Linked DNA regions of Sus scrofa: region 1 is linked to region 2. The links are chromatin contacts, called in public HiChIP or PLAC-seq maps. All regions are on one chromosome and are shown on one strand. Each heading gives the region's core, a stretch centred on a gene start, on an enhancer-like site or on the middle of the called end of the contact. The rest is flanking DNA. Distances are from core to core; before and after follow the strand shown. Region 1 overlaps LOC100514323 (NACHT, LRR and PYD domains-containing protein 1a-like). Region 2 overlaps LOC100514494 (schwannomin-interacting protein 1).

The links. HiChIP or PLAC-seq counts read pairs in DNA pulled down with a chosen protein or histone mark.
Region 1: an H3K27ac HiChIP or PLAC-seq map of skeletal muscle shows a contact between it and region 2, with 2.5 times the contacts expected there. The contact joins two enhancer-like sites. A contact is called at or near these places in 1 of 47 Hi-C or Micro-C datasets (embryonic fibroblasts) and 1 of 2 datasets of contacts at active chromatin or transcription factors (skeletal muscle).

Annotation. Positions count from the first base shown.
Region 1 is chr13:99,767,990-99,772,092 of Sscrofa11.1, forward strand. All of the region lies in intron 3 of LOC100514323 (NACHT, LRR and PYD domains-containing protein 1a-like), which reads right to left. Among named protein-coding and RNA genes, the nearest start is that of IL12A, 37 kb to the left of the region's middle. Within about 2 kb of position 1,927, at least 10 of the 83 cell types and tissues checked have an H3K27ac peak or open chromatin away from gene starts, as enhancers often do. A contact at or near this core is called in skeletal muscle, where this site is marked.
Region 2 is chr13:99,500,455-99,504,579 of Sscrofa11.1, forward strand. It overlaps LOC100514494 (schwannomin-interacting protein 1), which reads left to right. Exons shown (of 12, transcript XM_021069725.1): 5 at 2,787-3,156; 6 at 3,159-3,478. Among named protein-coding and RNA genes, the nearest start is that of IL12A, 230 kb to the right of the region's middle. Within about 2 kb of position 1,632, at least 63 of the 83 cell types and tissues checked have an H3K27ac peak or open chromatin away from gene starts, as enhancers often do. A contact at or near this core is called in skeletal muscle, where this site is marked.

The DNA of each region.
Region 1 (4,103 bases), core at 677-3,176, 270 kb after region 2:
CTTCTGCTTCCATAACCAGTTTCAAATCCTTTTCCCAATGTCCCCAAAGGCCCACCAACCCCAGATCCACAGCTCCCTTGGGTAAAGACACCTACTACTCCCTCCTGCCCTCCACGGCCCTCCCGTCCATGGTGTCTGTCCTGGCTCTCTGCCTACCTCTGTGGTGCCCTCCACGTGCCTTCCGCTCTCCTCCACCCTTACCCAACTACTCACACCCCGCCCCCACTCTCCATTCCCAGCCTTCTTTTCACTTCCACAGCCCTGGGAGGGCATGTCAGCAACTTTCAAATCTGACGCCGACCTCCACCTCCAGGACCTCCCTGGCAGACCAAGGAAGCACCCAGGCAGTGTGCTCGGCCATGTTCATCCCCCGACTCCCACTCCTCAGCTGCTGCTGCTATTCACCCGCCACTCAGGCTCGGGATCCCTAAGTAAACACATGGTAAGCTATTAGCATGATTCTCAAATCTTCCCTCCCTGCATGCAACTACTGACAACCAGAAACCAAGGACAGGCAGTAATTACATGGAGGAAAGAAAAGACTGGAAAATAAAGATGAGAACAACACAGCAGCTAGGAGCAAGCAGCTTTTTTTTCTTTTTTTGAGTGTCCACAATGTGCCAGGTTCTGTACCTGTACTTTCTCATTTACACATATTCACTCACTTATATCTACTTGTTTTGCATATTTATATTTTTTATGTACATTTATGTAAGAACTTTACATGGACTTACACATTAACTCTTACTTCCTAATGAGGTAAGCTGAGGTCAGCAAATTTACTTCTGCAACTCCCACCCCACCCCCCAATCCTACTCCACTAATTCCCACCCAGGAGGTCTGAAGCTAAGATTTCAACCTGGGCAGCCTGGCCCCAAATTGCACCCTTAACCATGTTGTTACTTGCAAAGATGTTCCTTGTGACTTCAGCAGTTCAACACCCAGGAGGTGGTGACTGATCGGATGTGGAGGCAGAGGGGGAGCTGGAGGTAGGCTCCTCCATGAGAGGGTGCCTGAGTGGAGGGCAAGGCATGCACTGGGGAGAAGCGGGTGCTGAGAAATCAAGGTGATAAGACACAGCCTTGGTCCGTGCAGTGGTTCTCAACCTTGGTTACATGCTGCTATCACCTAGGGAGCTTTCTAAACACAGCCATGCCGGGAACTCTGCCCTCCCTTAGAGATTCTAATTTAACTGGGCTGGGGTGGGACCTGAACAGCAGTATTTTTTTTAAAGGTCCCCAGATAACTGCAATGTACACCCAGGGTTGAAAACAGCTGGACTAGAATCAACTCATTTTAATCACTCCCCCATTTTTCAAGCTGTACCCCAGATGATTACCACTCCTTCCTCCAAGCCCTTATAAATGCCACCTCTCCCACAAAAAAAAAAAAAAAAAAAAAAAAAAAAAAAAAAAAAAAAGGAAAGAAAAAAGGAGTCCCCTGGCAGCCAAGCAGTTAAGGATTCAGCATTGTCACTGCTGTGGCTCAGGTTTGATCCCCAGGGCAGGAATTCCCAAATGCCATGGGTGTGGCCAAAAAAAAAAAAAAAGATGCCATCCCATTGGCTAGAAATTCCTTCCCGAGACCGAATCTCCAGAGCTCCTAAGTAGCCATCAAGAGCCAGCCCAACCTGTCACTTCTGCCGGCAGTCTCCCTCTACTCCACCATGATCCATCCTCTCCCATTTACGCCACTGCCAAACAGTGGCTGCTTGTTTAGCTGTTGGTCTGTGAGCCCCTGAGGGCTGAGGCCATGTCTCATTACCTTGATTTCCCAGCATCCACCCTTACAGACATGCTCAATGAATGAATGAATGGGTGAATGAATGGATAGTTTGCCCAGCTTTAAAAAAACCAAGGAGTCCCCATCATGGTCCCTCTTTATTCTGCCAGTTCCCTCTGCCAGTCTGGGGCCTCTGCTGGGGTATAATTCTGCAGGGACCAGCCCCAAGTGAGGCACCTTCTGCCCAGATCCCTGGGAGATAGAGCCTGGGGCCATCCCTTCAATTCATCTTCCCTCTGTTTCTGGTCTTAGGACTCCTGATTCTATCTCTGTCTCCCTGCCCTGCAAGTCCCCTCAAGCCCCCAGGACCATCTTTCTGCCTCACAGTACAAATTTGAGAACCAATAAATTATTGGTGAAGAGTGACAAGCCCAAAGCCTCACACACAGTAGTCATTTAATAGGTGGTAGCTATTTTTATTAATAGGTCACATGCATTCCTAAACTCCTGGGACAGGCCAGACCAAGCCTGCGATGACAAGTGCCTTCCCATATTTGTTCAGGTGAGGGCTCTGGCAGCAGGATCCCTACTCCAGGAAGCCAGCACACAAACAATCCTCGACTCTGAGTTTCTCTTTTCCTGTTTTCTCATTCTGATGGGTGCCACCTTCACCACACCCAGCTGTCCTTTATAATGCAACCTAGATGCAGACAAAATCCATAGTCCCCTCCTTGAATCCCTTTCATTCAACTAGAAAAAGTTAAACTTAAAAAAAAAAAAAAAAAAAAAAGAAACCTTTGCTTTAAAAACAAGTAAAAGGGGGAGTTCCGTTATGGCTCAGCAATAACAAACCTGACTGGTACCCATGAGATGCAGATTTGGGTTCGATCCCTGACCATGCTCAGTGGGTTAAGCATCTGGCATTGCTGTGAGCCATGGTGTAGGTCGCAGACGTGGCTCAGATCCCGCGTTGCTGTGGCTGTGGTGTAGGCCAGCGGCTACAGCTCCAATTCAACCCCTAGCCTAGGAACCCCCATATGCCACGAGTGCCTCCACAGGCCCAGCATAATATTTGGGAAACAGAGCCCTGGACACAAACATGTCTGAGCTTAAGTTTTTCAAGAAAATACATGGAATTTTTTGGGGTTACCTGAGTTTTTTTCTCCTGGAGTAACTTTTTTTTCTGTAACAGCTTTATTGAGGTCTAGTTCACCACATACTACACAACCCACTCATTTAAAGTGTACAGCTTTGTATATTCACAGAGATGTACACCCATTACAACAATCAGTTTTACATTTTCATCACCTCCCCAAAAACTCTGTATCTTTCAACTATCACTCCCAACCTGCCCGTTCTGCCCAGGCCTCGATAACCAATCATCTATTTTCTGCTTCAATAGATTTGCCTGTTCTGGACGTTTCATATAAAGGGAATGGCATAGTATGTGAGCTTTGGTAGCTGGCTTTTCTCAATGAGCATGTTTTCAAGGTTCAGCTATGTTGTAGCATGTATCAGCACTTCATTCTTTTTTATGGCTGAATTATATTCCATTATGGTCTCTTTTTTAAATTTTTTTAATTTTTTTTGTCTTTTTAGGGCCGCACTTGTGGCATATGGAGGTTCCCAGGCTAGGGGTCAAATGAGAGCTATAGCTGCCGGTATACACTACAGCCACAGCCACGCCAGATCTGAGCCTCATCTGTGACCTATGCCACAGCTCACCGCAATGCCAAATCCTTACCCAAGAGAGGCCAGGGACTGAACCTGCGTCCCCATGGGTGCTAGTCAGATTCCTTTCCAATGAGCCACGACAGGAACTCCACCATTGTGGTCTTATGTAGTGAATTGTGTCCCCTCCATGATTCGTGTTGAAGTCCTAACCCACTGTACTTAGAATGTGACATTATTTGGAAATAGACTAGTCTTCATGGCAGTAGTTACCTCAAGTAAAATAAGGTCATTAGGATGGGCCCCAATCCAGGATGACTAATGTCCTTACAAAAAGGGGAAATTCAGACACAGAGACCCCTCACAAGGAGAACATTATGTGATCATGAAGATGGCTATTTACAAATCAAGGAAAGAGATCCAGAACTGATCCTTCTCTCATAGGTCCTCAGAAGGGAGACAACACTTTTCTGTTGGTTAAGCCCTCCAGGCTATGGCACTTTGTTATAGATAGCAATCCTAGCAAACTAATATAAACAAGCACACCACATACTGTTTATGCTTTTAAAACTTCATGGACACAGGGGTTTTTCCAAAGTCTAACGATCATGAAAAATGCTGCCGTGGGAGTTCCCGCTGTGGCTCAATGTGTTATGAACCTGGCTAATATCCATGAGGACTCAGGTTCAATCCTTGTCCTCGCTCAGTGG
Region 2 (4,125 bases), core at 382-2,881:
CACTTTCTACCCACATCTTTGAACACTCATAGAGCCACCTCCACTCCGTAGAAAGGGCAGCCAGCTGACCCAGGGCTCCACAGCAACTTCAAAATCAAACCATATTTGGAGCACGAGGCAGGCTGTTTACAGATGCTGCCATGAAAGACATTTTAAGTTATAGTCAGTCTTGTTTTACAGAAAAGCTGTAAAGGGGCCAGACTAGAAGGCCCTTTTTCCTGTTATTCATAAGATAGCTGCTTCCAGACAAGTTAAAAGATTAGTTTATCTTCACTGGCACAGGCCTACCTAAGAGAGGAAAGAGTTGTACTTTGCTGAAATCACTTAAACAAAGTGTCTCTTCCAATTAGGACCTAGAAGAAATATCAGGGTGGCAGCCACTCCCTACTAAAGAATTCCAAGCATTCCCCTGTTCCTCCATCAGGAGGGTGCCAAGCCAGGGCAGTGGCCTGGTCCAGACTCCAATTCACTGGTAATAATTAGTAACAGGCCCAAATCTGGAAATTCAGGGAAACTGGTTTTCCTCAATCTACAGCACAAGTAAGCACTGAATTTAAAAAAAAAAAAAAAAAAAAAAAATTGTTTCTGCATTACTGAGATAAAATTGACATACAAATTATAAGATATTTAAAGTGCACACGATGGTGGTTTTATATATAACTATATAAATGTTGTGAGAGGGTTCCTCCCATCCAGTTACATCCATCACCTCACATGTTTATCTTTTTTTGTGTGTGTAGGAGAACATTTAAGTTCTAAGTGCTGTTTTTCATAAACAGTGATGAGGGCATTTCCTATTTCCCTAGAGTTGGAAGGTCTTATTTCACTGGAAGGTCTTAAAAAGTGCTCTGTGACCCTTCTCAGTTTTCCAAGTGTTGGTATTTTTCACTTCGTGGAGACTTGTTCCTAAAAAGGATGAGCTGCCAAACTAAGGCAGTTGTTGTGGGGGTTTGTTTTGTTTTGTTATTGTCTTTTTAGGGACGCACCCAAGGCCTATGAAGGTTCCCAGGCTAGGGTTGAATCCTATGCCACAGCAATACCAAATCCCACCCCTGACTGCGACCTACGCCACAGCTCATGGCAACACTGGATCCTTAACCCACTGAACGAGGCCAGGGATCGAACCTGTGTCCTCATGGATACTAGTTAGATTCGTTACCCCTGAGCCATGACAGGAACTCCAGTGGTTGTGTTTTGGAAAAGTCACTGTGTTTCTTTGACTCTGTTTCCTGAAAAATTTAAGGAAGCCAAGCCAGTGCCAGAAACATGTGACCTGACCCCACCTCTTCCCCTCCTTTAATGTCCCCTTGACTGGAGGTGGCCAAAGGGGACTTTGGAGGCTCACCCAAACCTTTAGAACAGATTCCCCACCTCCATGCCAGATAGCATTCCCATCTCACACTTACCCCTCCACTTCCCATACATGCACCTCTAACAGGTCCGTCTCAGCATGTGCCATGTACCCGCCAGGGGAAAGAAAATTGGAGCTAAAGCAACAGGTTCCACACACAGCCTGAACTTAGAAGGGAGAGCCGGCCAGGCCAGGCGGCTGGAGCTGGGGGGTGGAGGGAGAGGAAGCGGCGAGGAGGAAGATGGAAGGGAAGTGATGGTGCATGATCATTGAGGACACGTCACTCGCGCTCCCACACGGGCTTCTGTATGTGTGCATGTTGGTGGGGAGGCAGGTCCTGCAAGGGGTCACTCGGGGACTTCCGCGTGGGTTTAGGAAGCACCCGGCCTGTGCTTTGGGGAGCCGGGAGGTTTAGGCGGGGTAATGAGCGCCGCAGAGAGGGCTTGAGGCGCGCCCAGGAAATATGTGTGTCTGGGGGTTAAAATTCACCACCTTTCCCGGGGTGCCGCCAAGTGACCGGTCTGACCTCCTGAAGCTCCGAACCCCCTTCCCTCGGGCCTTTTCCCGGCCTCTCCAGCCCTAACCCTGTCCGGCCTCCCGCCCCAGCCTGCAGCCGAGAAAGCGGGGACAGCGGACTGCGCCGCGCCCGGCAGCCTCTGGGCATGCTCCGTGGCGGGACCCGCTCCGCGCCAGGAGGGCGCGTCCTCCCTCCCCCAGGGCGGCGGCGGCGGCGCCTGCAGCAACTGCCGCCGTTCCCCGGCCTGGCTCACCTTTGGGGGTGGCGGGGCCACCTCGCCCGGTGGGAGCCAAGAGTGCCCCCCAACCCCACCCCGAGCCTTCAGGCCAGCCGAGGAGGGGCTGGCCCGAGAGGTGCGGAGGTGGGAGTGAGACCTCAGAGCTGCCTTCCGTTCCTTAGAAAGTAAAGCTCAGCTTGCTAGCGGAGCTGGGCTCCCCCCAGCCGGCGGGGGCGGGGCGGGGCCGAGTGGGGGTGGTCTCCCAGCCCAGCGCGAGGTGCGAATTTAGTAGCCGCCCACTCTTCTCAGTCCCCGCCCTCAGGGAATTATAATTCTCTGAGAAAGTGTCTGGTTCTCGGAGAATCCTTGGGGGTGGGTGCAGGGGCGCGCCCCGCGCAAAATGGTTAAAACAAAGTCCATGCGCGCCCCGGGGTCCCTCTTACGGAAAGTCTGAGCGTGGGTGGCTGGGCACCCCCTTTGCTGATTTGAGGGTTAGTTACCCGGAGGAAGTCTTGTCGCAGGGGAGGGAATGGGATGAGGGAAGCCTCAGACTCGTGCCGGCTCCTACCCCCCGGCCTCCTTGGGGGGCGCACCTCCAGCCAGGTGGGCGCGGGGCACTGGGCCGGGGCGTTCGCGGCGGGCGGCGGGCGGCTAGAGCTGGCTGGGCCCGGCGGCTCACTCTCTCTGCCTCCTCCCCCCAGGATTACCGAGAGGATGGGATGGATCTAGGCAGTGACGCCGGCAGCAGCAGCAGCAGCAGCCGCGCCAGTTCACAGTCCAACTCCACCAAAGTGACCCCTTGCTCCGAGTGCAAATCCTCGTCGTCGCCGGGGGGCAGCCTGGACTTGGTGTCTGCCCTGGAGGACTATGAGGAGCCCTTCCCGGTCTACCAGAAGAAGGTGATTAATGAGTGGGCGCCGGAGGAGGACGGGGAGGAGAAGGAAGAGGAGGACGAGCGCGACGAGCGAGGATACCGGGATGACCGCTGTCCGGCCCGGGAACCGGGGGACGTGAGCGCCAGGGCCCGCAGCGGCGGCGGGGGCAGAGGCGCCACCACCGCCATGCCACCCCCGTGCCCAATGGCAACCTCCACCCGCACGACCCCCAGGACCTCAGGCACAATGGCAACGTGGTGGTGGCCAGCCGGCCGGGTGGTTCCCGGCCCCCCCGCCGGATGGTCCAGAAGCCTCAGCCGGCTGGGGGCCGACGCGGCGGCCGGAGCCCGGCGGTCGGTGGCCTGTGCCCTCAGCCCACGGACAGCGGGACCTGTGTCCCGGAGGAGCCCCCAGTGCCCCCTATGGACTGGGAGGCGCTGGAGAAGCATCTGGCTGGGTTGCAGTTCCGGGAGCAGGAGGTGCGGAACCAGGGCCAGGCGAGGACCAACTCCACCTGCGTAAGTTGGCCGGGGTGCGTGCTCACGCGCGCACACGCGTACACACCCAGCGCACGGTCCGCACGCGCCCTCCCCGCGCTCCCGCGCTCCTGCGGCCCCATTCATCCTGCCGGGAGGGTGGGGGCCGGGCGGGAGAGCCTGCCTTCTCCGCTGGGGTACGGCTGCTTAGTCTCTGAGCTGTCTGGGTTTTCAGGATAGGCGGAGAGGAGGGAGCGGCAGCCAGAGGGCAGCGGAAAGTCGGGTTAGTGGAACCAGCGACTCATTTTAATGGAATTACTTATGAGACGAGGTTGTGAGTCACTGGCCTGAAAATAAATCAGGGAAAACTCTGGCACCGAAGCGGGTGCCCCGCGGGTGATATTTCAAGTCGTAATAGTTGTGGCTTTGTCAACAGTGGTGGGTCTCCCACCGTTGCCACTAACGTCTCGCCCATATATAGGATATCCCTGCGCACAAGCACGCATTCTCCTGCCCACACCTCCGGTGAGGCAGGAGGGACTGTTCCCTCTTGCTTTTAAGCGGATGCTCCTGAATTTGAATGGATCGATCACCCTCCACCAAGACTTTTTCCGTTTCTGAAACTTGACCTACTGTTGACCTGAGGGTAGGATGAATTGACCTGCTAGGGTGAAGGAGTGATTCTTTCT